Regions from separate parts of the Hordeum vulgare genome. Here region 2 is linked to region 1. A link is a contact called in public Hi-C data. All regions are on one chromosome and are shown on one strand. Each heading gives the region's core, a stretch centred on a gene start, on an enhancer-like site or on the middle of the called end of the contact. The rest is flanking DNA. Distances are from core to core; before and after follow the strand shown.

What was found. Hi-C and Micro-C count contacts between places; a contact is called where the count stands out from the background.
Region 2: a Hi-C map of leaf shows a contact between it and region 1, with 6 times the contacts expected there. The contact joins the promoter of LOC123443973 here to the enhancer-like site in region 1. A contact is called at or near these places in 5 of 6 Hi-C or Micro-C datasets (leaf, seedling and an unstated tissue).

The regions. Positions count from the first base shown.
Region 1 is chr3H:398,293,066-398,299,869 of MorexV3_pseudomolecules_assembly, reverse strand. No RefSeq gene overlaps it. Among protein-coding and RNA genes, the nearest start is that of LOC123443973, 120 kb to the left of the region's middle. Within about 2 kb of position 4,174, at least 1 of the 3 cell types and tissues checked has open chromatin away from gene starts, as enhancers often do.
Region 2 is chr3H:398,414,707-398,421,510 of MorexV3_pseudomolecules_assembly, reverse strand. LOC123443973 reads right to left here and starts at 3,753. Exons shown (of 7, transcript XM_045120557.1): 1 at 3,486-3,753; 2 at 2,683-2,990; 3 at 1,888-2,604; 4 at 1,203-1,331; 5 at 866-1,069; 6 at 560-760; 7 at 93-425. The coding sequence starts at 3,753. The coding sequence ends at 300.

The sequences.
Region 1 (6,804 bases), core at 2,925-5,424:
AACCTCTCAAAAACCTGGTTTGAACATTGGGGAGCTGAGCGGAATCTAGTTCTCGGGAAGATGAATTTGTGCACACATGGTATGAGAAGAACGCCGGAGTTTCCCCAGGTTTGAGCCACCTTGCGACGTAAAACCCTACTCCTCGGTGGATTGATTTCTCTTTTTTGATGCGTAGTTTTACAAGCTGTGAGGAAGAAGAAGACTCTTCTGAGGGGGAGATGGGAGCTCAACCATTCGACCCCTCTCTACGGTGTCCATATGTCCCACTTATCCTTGCCATGGTCCTGTCTTCCCAAAATGTTGGTGGGAAAAGGGCAACCACAGGGCGACAATTTGAAGGGGGACACATCGAGTACTCCCTCACAAAGTTGGTCTTCGTCCTGCAAAGGCAGCGTCCATGACGCGCTCGTGGGCTCTCCGGTGACGTTCGTCCTGGTGACCGGTGTCACGCTGGTCTCCTTGCACAAAACAGCTAAGTCCTGGGACTCATTTTAGGAGGGAACTGCTCAATACCCTTTTATCACAAAGGGAGAAGATTCTTCTATGCGCGCCCGCTCGCTCGTCCTTTCAGCTCATGTCGCCCTGCCACGTCACCCACGTGTCGGGTACATGACCTTTTGATCAACATCATGCAGCCTCTCCATGCAGAAGGCTTCGCGAGAAGCAACCTCATGGGTGAGACCTTGTGAGGCTTCTCACATCTTTGTGGACAGGTGTCCAGTGGGCCCTTCTCAGAGAGAGGGAGGGCTTCGCGGAGGTGAAGCCTCGCGGGATGAAAGTCATGGTTCTCTAGTGGGTCGCTTGCCACACTAGGCCTTCTTCTCAAAGCCGACTGGGTCGGCAGTAGATGGGTCATGGTACCCTAGTTCCATCGGACCGACACCCATGTTCTAGACTCACATTCGGACTGCACATACATACTTGACTCAAAACGCCAAGAACTTTTGCATCCGGACTCCGAATTAGGCTATTCATTTTTTGTTGGAAATTAGATTTCATACTTTCCAACGCAATTGGATTCACCTTAAATTTCCTTCTGAGCGTGGAGATATTGACGAAACATTTTGACGTTGTAACAAAATCCAAGTCAAACTACAAGTTCAAAGGTGTTGCATCACCTTTACTTGGTGCCATGGCCGACGGGAAATGAGGTGTGTGGCGGTGCTAGGCTAGGGTTTCGTATCTGTAGTGGAAGAAGCAAGAAGGTGCGGGAAGTGGAAGTGACAGTGGAAGTCCAAGGCTTCACCATAAAAAAGGACATGGATGGGTCCGTCTGGTTGGCTGACATGCGGGCCCTCTCATATGTGTGCATTGACTAGGTTAGGTGGGAGGTAATTGGAGAACCAACACGCGGGTCTGAGGAGGGCAGCGAGAGGTCGCGTGCCTGTTTGCTCTTTTGTCTTTTCTACCGCAAAGCCGAACCAAGTTTGCGTCCATGATGCGGCAAAGCAGACCTAAAAGAGACGTATTTATGGAAAGGGTCGCACGTTGGACTCGCTTGTCTCTTTGTTTGAGACCAAACGAACAGACACGGATAGTTTGGGGTCCTGCGTTGGAGTTGTCCTAAAATGGTTCAACTTGCGCAATGTTTGCGTTCATTTCGAGTCTTTTTTTCATGCAAACAGGTCAGATTTTTTTAGAAAAGGAGGATTACCCCGGACCTCTGCATCAATGGATGCATACAACCATTTATTTATAAAATTCCAAAACAGGTCCACAACGAAGTACATATAGAATCCAATTAATAAAGATACATAGCGCTCCACAAGCCAAACCGGCTGAAATGGGCTAGATGACTAACCACCTATCGTATTAGTGGACCGTCATCCAAACCGGTTGAAGATACCCCGAACTACCATCTCCCAACGGGCACACCCAGTAACCAAATGTCCCTCGCTTTCGCAGGAGTGAGTAACGACCATATACGGATCATGGCAGTGGCCTTGTAGATAACCTGCAAAAAGTTAATAGAACTTTATCCGTTAAACACCAAATCACTCCTTCAGTTTCATGTAACCCAAAGTAATGCAAATACTCCCAACCGTATATGCTTTGCAGTGCTTGTGTCAACCACTTTTAACGACGTCCCGAATAACGTGTGTATACTATTAGGAGGGTTGGTATTGAAGGCTATATGGAGTGAGCGCCACAGTATCCTAGCCATCGGACATTCCAAAAAAAGGTGCTTGATAGTCTCGTTGTTATCACAAAAGCTGCATCTTTGACTACCTATCCAATTACTTTTGCCAAATTGTCCTTCGTTAGAATAACATTTTTATGGACAAACCACATAAAAACTTTAATTCTTAGCGGGACTTTGACCTTTCAAATATGAATTGACTTGGATATAGGCCCCATATCTAGATATGAGATCAAGGTACAAAGATTTAACTAAAAAATGTCATTCATGCTCAACTTTCAATGAACACTATTTGGCAAATCAGAAAGATTGATGTCCATCAACGGTCTGGCAAGATGTAGCCACTCATTCCATCGAGTTCCAACCAAAGACCTGTCAAAGAGCTTCAGCAGAGCACTCTGCTGGACAGATATCATAAACCTGCTCTATCCTAATCTACGCTACTAACCAGTTGTCATATTGGATACGGATAGAGTGAACAGCTATGGAAAGATTGCGTCCGGATCATCGCTCTGTCACGCCCACTAAGACTGGTTGGTGCGAGGGAGCCCATGCGTCCATCATGGATTTGTTTCATCTCTTTCCAGTGACAGCGAAAATGCTAGCGTGGAATTGTATAGGAGAATGGTCTTTTCAGTTTATCCTACTGGATCTTTGCTTAAAACTTTTCACCGGGTGAGTCGGATCATGGCCTCTGGCGATGAAATTTATGCTAAAGAAATGATGCATCGGTGGATCCATGACCGGCGCAGAGCTTTTTTGAGCCATGAGCCCGGCACCAATAATGGGCTTACGGATTTTGACGGGTCATGCTTTACAGTACTCTCGATGGACAGATGGCGGGGTGTTTGATGACTTGACGCTGGATAATCAGTAGAAAATCAGTTGCTGCCTTTCGATTCATTAGGAGATTATGATTGCACACAGCAACATCTCTTTGTGAGTGACATCAACAGCGACGCCCATCGAGATTTGTCTACACATTTCGTCGGAAATAACATCTAATCCATATCTATTGATGATCTGTAACGTTTGCTACATGTTTACGCCTGTACTGAATCGAGGGGGGCTGCACTGCTGCTGGGTTTTAAAAGATGAATCGCGCATCCATCCATCCATTGTAGTAGTGTAATGATGTGCAGATTCGTACCAGAATAAAATCATCTACTGCCCTGCTCTGATTGACGACAAGCTTAGGACGCCGCTGAGATGGTCCTGCGGCCGTTTGTTTATCTTCAGTGTCTGCTGTTCTCTGAACCTTTTTTGTTACATGCCTGTGCGGCGGGGTGTACATAGTATGAATATCCAGATGTCGCCAACACAAGCGATTACGCTAATCTCCACATGTCGTGATACCTTGGAAATTGTACTTACATTAGTTGCTTCGAAATTAACAATTCTTATCCGTCAAATTCCTCCGCCGCAAGTGTGCAGTGCAAAGCTACAATTCCAAGAGCATGAGCTTAACCGATTCGTGAGGTTGGTTGGATTTTATTAAGGAGGGCGAGGGTGGCTACCTTCCACATGGCCATCGTACTTCATAATGCTGTTTGCGTACTCTCGACGGAGCGGAAGGACACAAGCTTTATGCCGGAATTTTGGCCGCATCCATCCACATGGGCCGGTGGCCAGCCGTGGGAGATTTCCCAGGAAAGAGCCGGGTCTGTTTTGTTTCTCAAATCAGGAAAGAGCCGGGTCTGTTTTGATCCTAGAAAGTGAAGGAGAGTTTGTTTGACCATGTTGCTAGAGCGTTCTTGAGAATGGAGCTTCTTGTGCGCGGTGCAAAATGTCAATTGGGAGTGAGACAAGCTCAAAAAGCATTCCAGTTGTTAATACTACTCCTATATGTTTAAGCCGGCTGCTCAATTGGTCGTCTGGTGAATGCTGCCAATCTAATCCGCGGCAGCAACCAGGAAGATGGATAGCAACACCATATAGAGTATTTTTTATTGATGCAGATGAACAATCATCGACGTTCATGACACACTAAACCCGGGTGTTTTGTAGCGTACCACTGGTGTCTGGATCCACTGTTGGCCCCTAGTATTCGCATGCGAACAAAACAGCTCCAACAGTAGGCATCTTCTCTGCCCCGGCGCAACTGCAACTCATTGCCAATGATGGAGGAAAACTAGAATATGCATCCTTGATTTTCTTTTAGTTCCAACAGCCTACGTATGCAGTTTTGATTTCTTCTTGTCCGTGAAATACAAATGATTGCAAAGATTTCAACAAGTTTGTCCCGCAGAGGAGCCTCGAATTCTGAAATATCCCATTTGAGGCTCATTACGTCAAAGAAGTTGGGGCGAGCAGCCGAAGTGTGGCAATGGGCCGGCCCGTACACAGCGTAATAAAAACCAAAAAAGAACCTCATCCGATTTTGAGAATCTTCTAGAAGCTTCCCTGAATCGGGTTCTGTTTTTTCCCGGTTTTCCTGTTTCTATTTTTTTTATTGTTTATTTATATTTTCAGCAAATGTTTCTTTTCCCAATTTTGTCTGCCTTTTTTTTAAATGTTCGCTTATTCAAAAAATGGTTTCTGTAGTTGCCAAAAAAAGTTTGGAATGTTTCCGCTGTGAAATTCATAACTTTCACCCGTTTCAAAAGATGATCACATTTTTTTAAAATTTCAAAAAATGTCCCCATTTAAAAAATAAATAAATAAATGTTCATGTTTTCAAATTTGTTCGTAATTTAAAAAAATGTTTGCTTATTCAAAAATGGTTTGTGTTTTTGCAAAAAAAGATTGGAATGTTTCTGCTATGAAATCTCACAATAAAAAATGTTCTTGTTTCAAAATATGTTCATGTTTCCATAAATGTGCCCGTTTCAAAAGATGTTCATGTTTTCATATTATTGAAGTTTAAGAAAATGTTCGCATTTTGAAAAATAGTTTTTTTCTTCATATTTTCAAATTTTAATCGGGAGTTTAAAAATGTCCGCATTTGCCCAGTTTTGTTTCAGAATTAAAAAAAATGTTCGTGATTTTAAAAAATGTTCATGCTTTTCTAAAATATTTTTTTTAGAAAATCATTCTTAAATTTCAAAAGTATTTGTGTTTCACAAAACACTCAGTTGTTTTTTAAAAATGCATCCAAAATTCCGAAAATAATTCATATCTGCCCTGTGGGTTGGTTTTTAAATATTGATGTTGCCAATTAATCGGGAAGGCTTGCTAGGTTAGCTGGTTGTAGTGCCTGGTGTGTAGCACGAGATCTTGAGAGGAACTAGTTGAGGAGCATGCCCTCTAAGCCTCTCAACGATCACTTGCATAAGCCACCTTTGGCACGTTTTGAACCGCCACCACCACATGTCGTATTCTAGGCATTTGTTTTCAATTTTTTTCTCGCATATGTTTTTGGCTTTTCAGATTGTTTTTTGGGTTTTTTGTGTGTTTTGGTTTTTCATCGGTCTTTCTTAGGTTTTTGAAAAAAAAATGCGTGAAAAAACGCGTTTTATGTTTTCTTAGCGAAAGTCACGGTTTTGTTTTCGCGAGATGCACGACCATGCCTTTCGGAAAGGACAAAAGAACGTGTTTTTTTTACGAGAGGTATGGTTTTACTTCTGTGGGAGGCATAGCTTTACTTTTACGAGAGGCACGACCATGCCTGTCGGAAAGAAAAAAAATATGTTTTCTGATTTTTTTACGAGAGGTATGCTTTTGCTTTCACGACAGGCATGGTCGTGCCTCCCAGAAAGGCAAAAAACATTTTTTTACGAGAGATATGGTTTTGCTTCCGTGAGATGCACGCGTGCCTCCCAGAAAGGCAAAAAACACTTTTTTACGAGAGATATGGTTTTGCTTCCGTGAGATGCACGCTTTTACCGTTGCGAGAGGCACGGCCGTTCCTCTCGGAAAGAAAATAAAATGCATTCTCTGTTTTTCGAGAGGCATGGTTTTTTCGTCCGGTTTTTTGCTTAGTTTTTTGTAAAAATCTTGTCAAACTTATTAACATGGAATCTAGTTTCGAAGATCTCGACACGAGGAACCCAATGGTGAAAACAGTTCGACATTTTAACGCGTAATTTAGGAGATAAAACATTTTGAAAATATAGATCTACAAGAAAAGGAAAAACTCCCATGTTGTGACAAGTGGCACACATCCAATGCCCCACTTGTCGAAACCTGGAAAGATGAGAATGATATTTTTTTTTAAATACTCTTCAATTAGTGATTTTGAAAGATCAGTCGTTCGATTTCTTGCAAGGTCGAATTTGTTTGGAGCTACAATTCATGTTCTCTCGCGGTCATTCTCGACCTTGTGCAAGGCTGCCCGTGCAAAGCGACGACACTTTACCGTGGAGTGCGGTATACAGGAGGTCCCTCGAATTCTACCTATAGAATCCTACGCGGAGGTAGTTGGGGTTTGGGGCCCTATAGCCTATTCAACATTGGGGACCTAGGGCTCAATGCTGAGGAGGAATTGGTTGGATTTCGTTTCCTCCCGAAATTTCGTGCGTAGCAAAATAAGGGAATTTTTTGTTTGTCGCATCCTGCGACAAGGAGTCGAGGCTTTTGCATACGGATATCGAGTGATCCTGTTACAAGGCCGGCCCATTCAAGCGAAACATCTCCAAGCCTTTTTGTTGGTTTTGGGAACCTTTCAAGAGGTTTTCAACCGATTTTTTCTCGTTTTGGAAAACTTCTAGAACCTTCCCAGAATC
Region 2 (6,804 bases), core at 2,504-5,003, 120 kb before region 1:
TTTTGCTCCGCTGGAATCATTCAAGAAATATTTCTATTATTTTAGCAGCTGGAGCTGGAGTAGAGACGCGAACTGGAACACTTGCAAGCATGTGCTGTACAGATTCAACTTGCTTAATTGAACAGATCAGGAACAGAAATACATATGACAAAAAAAATTAGGGGAGCTCTAGGACCCTTGAGATTTGGGTCAGGCTCCACTACTTTGCAACTAACATGGGCTCACACCAACTCGCAACAGCTAGAGGTCATCTACTCAGAAGAGAGCAAAATTCAAAAGGAAAGATGGACAGGTGTATGCTACAATCTTTGCAATGAATCATCTGATGATACCAATTTTGAGATGAATGGAGAAAGAGCTGAGAGCAATGCATTGGCACATTCTTCGTGTGGCAGATGACCACATCCTGATATAGTTACTAGCCTCTGCACAACAACAAGAAGCAAAATACAGATTTATTTAGAGATGCAAATCAAGCCAGAATGTGCCATATATTACGGAGGAAATATAGACCACTCTGACTGCGCAAGATGAAGTGGACAAGTGGTAGAGAACTTACAGAATTTACAAGTTTTGAAGCCATAGTTTGTGCTGACTTCAGAGAAACAAGAGCATCCTCAGACCCTGCTACCACCAAAACGGGGAGGTCTTCCACTGATCCTAGTAGTTCCGTAGCTCTTTTTGATGATAGGACGGTGGAAAATGAAAGACGGCCTACTTCATGGAGCGCTTCGTCCCAGCCCTCGACATATAATGGAGCCTGAATGCAAAAGCTCATTAGGTCAACTAATAGTTAAATCTGCACAGAAGGGTTTGACTTTCCTGATAGATTAAAAGGTAAATGTAAACTAATGCAAGTGTTTACCTTGTAAAGGTTAAGAATATCTGTTGTCAACTTGGTAGCATCAAACCATGCTCGCCGATTGATCACCTGAGTGATTTCAGTACGTAGAAGTGGGCGCACCATGTGCTTTTTCCTCAGAGGAGTATGCAGTAGTATACGAGCAAATGCAGGAATCACTTCTCTTGATAAGCTTACACCTATAAGAACAACTCCCTTCACTTCGACCTGGTAACACACAGGGGGACATTTAATTTAATATGTTCATTACAATGATGACAAACTTCCATCCAAAAATTATGATAGGTCACAGATTTACAATGGACCAAGAAAGGTCACAATACTGTACCAAATACTGTACCTTCCTAGAATCTCCAGAAGCGCGTAACTTTTCTGCTGTCCTCAGGGCCAGCAAGCCACCATCATCATGACCAACTAAAACGACCGAGCCCAAGCCCAGGTCTGAGCAAAATGAAATCAGAAGATCAACCTGCACAAGGGCATCATACAAAATTGTGTTCTTAAAATATGATCACGCTGCTTGAAATACAGAGGAAAAAGTTTCGTACTACCTCCGTTCCTAAATATAAGTCCTTTTAGAGATTTCACTACATACTACATGTAGTCTGTAGTGAAATCTCTAAAAAGACTTATATTTAGGAACGGAAGGAGTAGTTCAAACTGAATTTATTCAAAGTTGCAGTGACAATACAAACTCTCGATGACAGAGAATATTCTCAAGCTAAAATGTCTCCGAGGGTGGAAACTAAAAGCAGCAATAGCACTTACTATAAAATGAATTATGACAAAGAATATTTTGGAGAAGACAACATTTCACCTAGTTAACCATAATTTGTTATTGGGAGAGGTAATTAAAAGAAACATTTCACTTCAGTGAAAATAAATTAATAAATTGCTCTGCCACTTTGGGGTAAATGTTGTTGGTGTTGGCACTTGCTAGACTTTAATTAGGAGTTTATGTGACATAAATCAACCCTAAGAATAGATTATGACCTGATCTACGAATAGATGGTAAGATGGATCACCTGTGATTCAAACTCGTACGGGTTTGGCAAATTCTTGTCTTCCCAGTCCTTTCTGCGAGGTCGAGATGTTAATCCCCATCCAGGGCGATCAAAGGCCAGCACGTTGCAACCCACTTGTCGAGCAAGCAAATTACTAACATGTCTCCATGCAAATACTCCCCCTCCAAACCCATGGACCAAAACAACAGCAAATTTCCCGTGCTCTCCAGCCTCAAGGTCAAAGCCCATAGGTTTCAGACACACCTGCAAGCTGCCGTCGTCGAGACTGAGAAGGGGGATGCCATCTGACGCCGTTGGAGTGGTCAGTGGTTCTACCAACAATGGTGCATACAACGATGTTTGGTGATACTGATGACTAAAGCTCCTATTCAAAAGACGACGGGTACTCGAAGAAGCTGTTGGTGGGCTCTCATGCCTCAGTCTTCTAGGAGAAATGCTTGACGAGACAGCATCATGATTAGTTTCTGGAAACAATTCAGGAGCTGGAGATATGCAGGTTGATGGATCGGACATTTTGTAATGTACAGTGATCCCCTGGCAAGCAATGAACATGCTATCACTATCAGCAAGAAAACTGATTGGAATATCCCTGTCATCGTGCACAAGAGTTTTTCTCTTTGTCTCGCTCTCGCTCCTTGAATAAAGCTTCCCACTGTGCGGAGTGGGCGACCGAGGAACCTTGTAGCATCCAGGAAAGGCGTTCTTGTAGGCCAGAATCTGAAAAGGAGCAGAAGAGGCCATTAAATACCAATAGAAACAATCATGTGCGGTGAGATTCAGGCGAGCAAGCCATACCGATTCAGGGTCAATGCGATGGATAAGCAGCTTCCGTCGAGCCCTGCAGCTTGTTCGGTAAGCAACAACAACATGGCCGAGAGCAAAGATCAAGGAAGACAGGAAAAGCGCAGGCATCCCCCATAGCTTCTTCATATTTAGCTTGTGATCCGCCAATGACGGCGAGAGCTCAGGCCCAATGTCCTGAGCTGGAGTGTAAACGCAGGCCTTCATGAGCAAGATGAGCAGCGAAGCCAAGGAGCAGAAGGTTGTGGTTCCAAGGTACGGGCCGTGAGAGAGACCAGACGTATCACACACGAGGTATACACCTGCACAAGTACATTAGCAGGTTAGTGGAATCTGATGATGACTGCTGTAGACTGTAACTGTTCCTGAAATTTTCAAATGTCTTTCAAGTTTCATGCAGTTGATTAATTAAGAAAATGACGCGGTTTAACTAAATTGGTGTACTGCAATTGAAGAGTAATAACAAGGGACACTTATACTTGCACTAATACAAAAAAAAAAAAAAAACATCGTCTCGCCCAAACGAAAGAAGACAAGCACAGATGTAGCTTTCGGGCGACCAAATCCTCACGCATAAATACAAAGAAATATGGAGAATCCTAAGCAAAGCGCTCGAGTCCCAAAAATAGGCTCTGGAAAGGACTAACAAAGCTTCATTTATTCTCCAAAAAAAAAAGGCTCGGGGGATGGGGAAGCAAGCCAGCCCGACCCAGACAGATACAGATTCCCCACGATTGTTAGCGCCTGCGGGTTTGGCGCACTAAAACAGCATCAAGGAGGCAATGCGGGCAGCTTACAGGTGATGAGGAGGGAGCGGAGGACGGAGAGGAGCGGTATGTCCACGAGCGAGCTCCGGAAGGCGTAGCGCTGGAGGTGGTCCCGTAGGCCGCGGCAGCGCGGGCAGCCGAGGCGCGCCTCGAGCCAGAGCGTGACGGCCACGTCGCCGGCGGCCACGACGACGGGCGCCGACGCGACGAGCAGCGACGCCACCATGACGACCATGAACCACGCCGTCTTCACCCCGCGGCTCGCCGTCTCCGGCCAGCCCTTCCCGCCCGCCCCCATCCCTCTCCGACGCACTGGAACCCGCCGCCCTCCCCGACTCCGGCGATCGCCGGCGGCCCAGGCTGCCTAGGATGCAGCGGGCATGCGACAGGCGGAGGCCGCGCCGCCGCCGCCGCTGCTGCTGATGCGTGGGTTTAGGGTTCGGGCGCCTGGGGGTAGTGAGGGGTGGGGAGGGGCGTGAGGAGGAAGCGGAGGAGGAGGAGGAGGCCGGCGAAGGGGAGAGGGAGAGGAAGAGGAAGAAGAGAGAGAGGGGAGAAACGGGGGAGCGGAGCGGAGGGGTATTTATGGCACAGTGCGATTGCGGGTTTGTCAATTTGTTACTAAGGCCCTGTTTGGAACCATAATAGATTATGATAATCTGGATTACGAATATAGATTACATAATCTGGTTTATAAAAATAATCCAGGTGGGCATGTTTGAAGGCCAGATTATATAAACTGTAAACCAGTTTTTAAATTGTACAATGACATGTTTGCCCTCTGTTTACAAGGAAAAATAGGAAAGTGGTGATGGCACTGCGTAATTCTCTTGAAGTTTACAAGGGTAACACGTCATTTGTAATCCATAATCTCATTTTAGCTGGGTAGAGCAGATTATGAAATTATAATAATCTAATCATCTAGTTTATAAAATCTACAATATAAACTGTCATGTTTGAAAATACAATAGACTATAAAAACCAGATTATATAATCTGGATGGTTCCAAAGAGGGCCTAAGTGCTGCTGCGATCTAAACAAACGGGCGAGCAGAGGATGGGAGGGGAGGAGACGAGCCAGTCTGCTTTTGTTTGTCAGTATGCCGAGCAAGGTTAGCAAAAAAGGTGTTACCTGCGCTCTTTTCGTGCTTCATTTTCTCTTCGTTTTTGCGCTGTCCTTGCCAGCACCACGGCCCTGCCTTGCACAGATCACGGATGCGCTGTTGCTTTGCAGCAAAGAAAATCAGATGTTTTTTTTTGTCTCTTCTAGGTAAATGAAAGACGTGACTCTTGCGAGAATGCAGATAAATCAGTCGGTAATCGATGTGTGTGTTTGGTCCACAGGGTGTAAAAAACATTCATGTGTACAGCATGAAGGAAGGGCAGCAAACAACAAGCTTGCTCCTCGGGTAGTGTGGAGCGCCCACGATTTTTCAGTTGATGTGGAGAATTGCTAGAAAGCCCATGCTTACATTAAGACCACCTTCCTTGTAAAATCTAATGTGGGAAATTGCTGGAAACTTCATGCTACATTTTGCTCAGCGATGTTGTTTGCAACTTGGTGCCACAAAAGGACATCCCCACCCCAATGTCTTATCATGCAATGTTAAGTAAACTTCTATTCCATGTCGTTCACTTTCATACCGGCGCCAACGGAGTGTGTGTGGAGCTATGGTCTCTAGCGTGTCTTTCGAGATCTGGTCGATTTTAGTTTTAGTGGATCCATCTGGATTCATCTGGCTTTTGCGGTCTTTGGATTTTCTACACACAATTTTTGGTGTTTCATCTGTGGACGTTGATTTGCTTCACAGAGCGTTGCAACTGGCGCCTTCTTGTCTACAACTACGACTTCCCGACAGATGCTTGTATCAGCTACTAGATTTAAGCAAGCTTGTTCCACTCAGGGGAAGCCTAGAGGCGATGTCAAGCTACGCTTACTATGTGTCATCAGTGGATGGATGAGGTCTAAGATTTTGGCACCCTCATAAATTTTAATGTAACGTTATTTTCTAAGAACATTATATTTTGTAAGTACATGTGATACTTCATATACGAATGTTCGTCGAGGAGAAGGTGCCACCGAACGCCTAGTTGCCATTCTAGAATAACTAAATATTCCCTCCATCCGAAAATACTTGTTATGAGAATGAATGTATCTAGATTTTATTTTAATTCCAGATATATTTAATGTTTTATCTATGTGTGGGACAAATAATTTTCGAACAGAGAAAGTAGTAAATACGCTGAGACGTTTGTGAGGGACTTGCCATGTATGGATGGGATAATTGCCGTGTTCAAGAAAAAATGGCAGCGACGTAGTGTTTTTCTTTCTAAATGACATGCTTTTGATCAGGATCCAACGGCTCTAAGGTCGTTCGCTGTGAGCTCCCTCACAAAAAACGTTCGTCCGTTAGTATTTCCGGAAAAATGAAAGACTCGAACGAACAATGCGCCGGGAAAACCTCCCGCCCCACCTGCAACTGCGATCGCTGTACCGGCAAAAGGGGCAGGGTCCCATGACTAGGAGCCACCCGGAATGGCAATACTGCCCCGGCACGGTCGCAGCAGCACGGGGCCCAAACGGTCGGCTCGTCCGCAGAAGATCGCGACCGTCCGCTGCTCCGCGCTCCGCCGTCCCTCCCCTCCCCTCCCCTCCGGGAGCGCTGGTACCTTTCCCTGGAGATACGGCGCGGGCCCCGGCCCAGCGTGGAGTCGGCCCGTCCGCAGCACATGCGCCAGCGTGGAGTGATTCACGCGTGGGTCTTTTGCTTGCCGATTTCTTTTCTTTTCTTTCCCTCCTTCTTTTCTGGCTTGCTGCGGTGTTGAACGGAAGGAGGCCAGTTTAGTCGGGGGATTTGTGGAGACTGGTCTGGCTTCCAACAACAATGCTTGGATTGAATGCATGAGCCAACCACTGTGCCACGACAGCAAGGCAGTGCCTTCATGATTAACAATAATTCTTCCTTGTGATACTAGTTTACGTGTATGGGGTATGGGGTCTAATTATCTGACTTGTGCCACGACAGCTAGGAGGGAGAATGATTATCTTTTGAATGGAATCTTCATATCTGGGTGAAGAAGGTCAATATTCTAAGTCATGATTGGTATCAAACAATAATGGGGATCCCGAAAAGAAAAAACTACTGGTAGCACTTTACAGGGGAACCAGGATTGCTACTGTTTGATTTAAGAGATCAGCATTCGTTGTAACCTTCTAAAACAATTAGCATTGAGATGTACTGAAACTGCGTCCACGATTACATTCATGTATTAACAGTAGGAAACGTAGAGCTATTTCCGGAAGCACAACATGAAGGATCTCCATTCGAAAGCATGTAAGAACATCTACACCT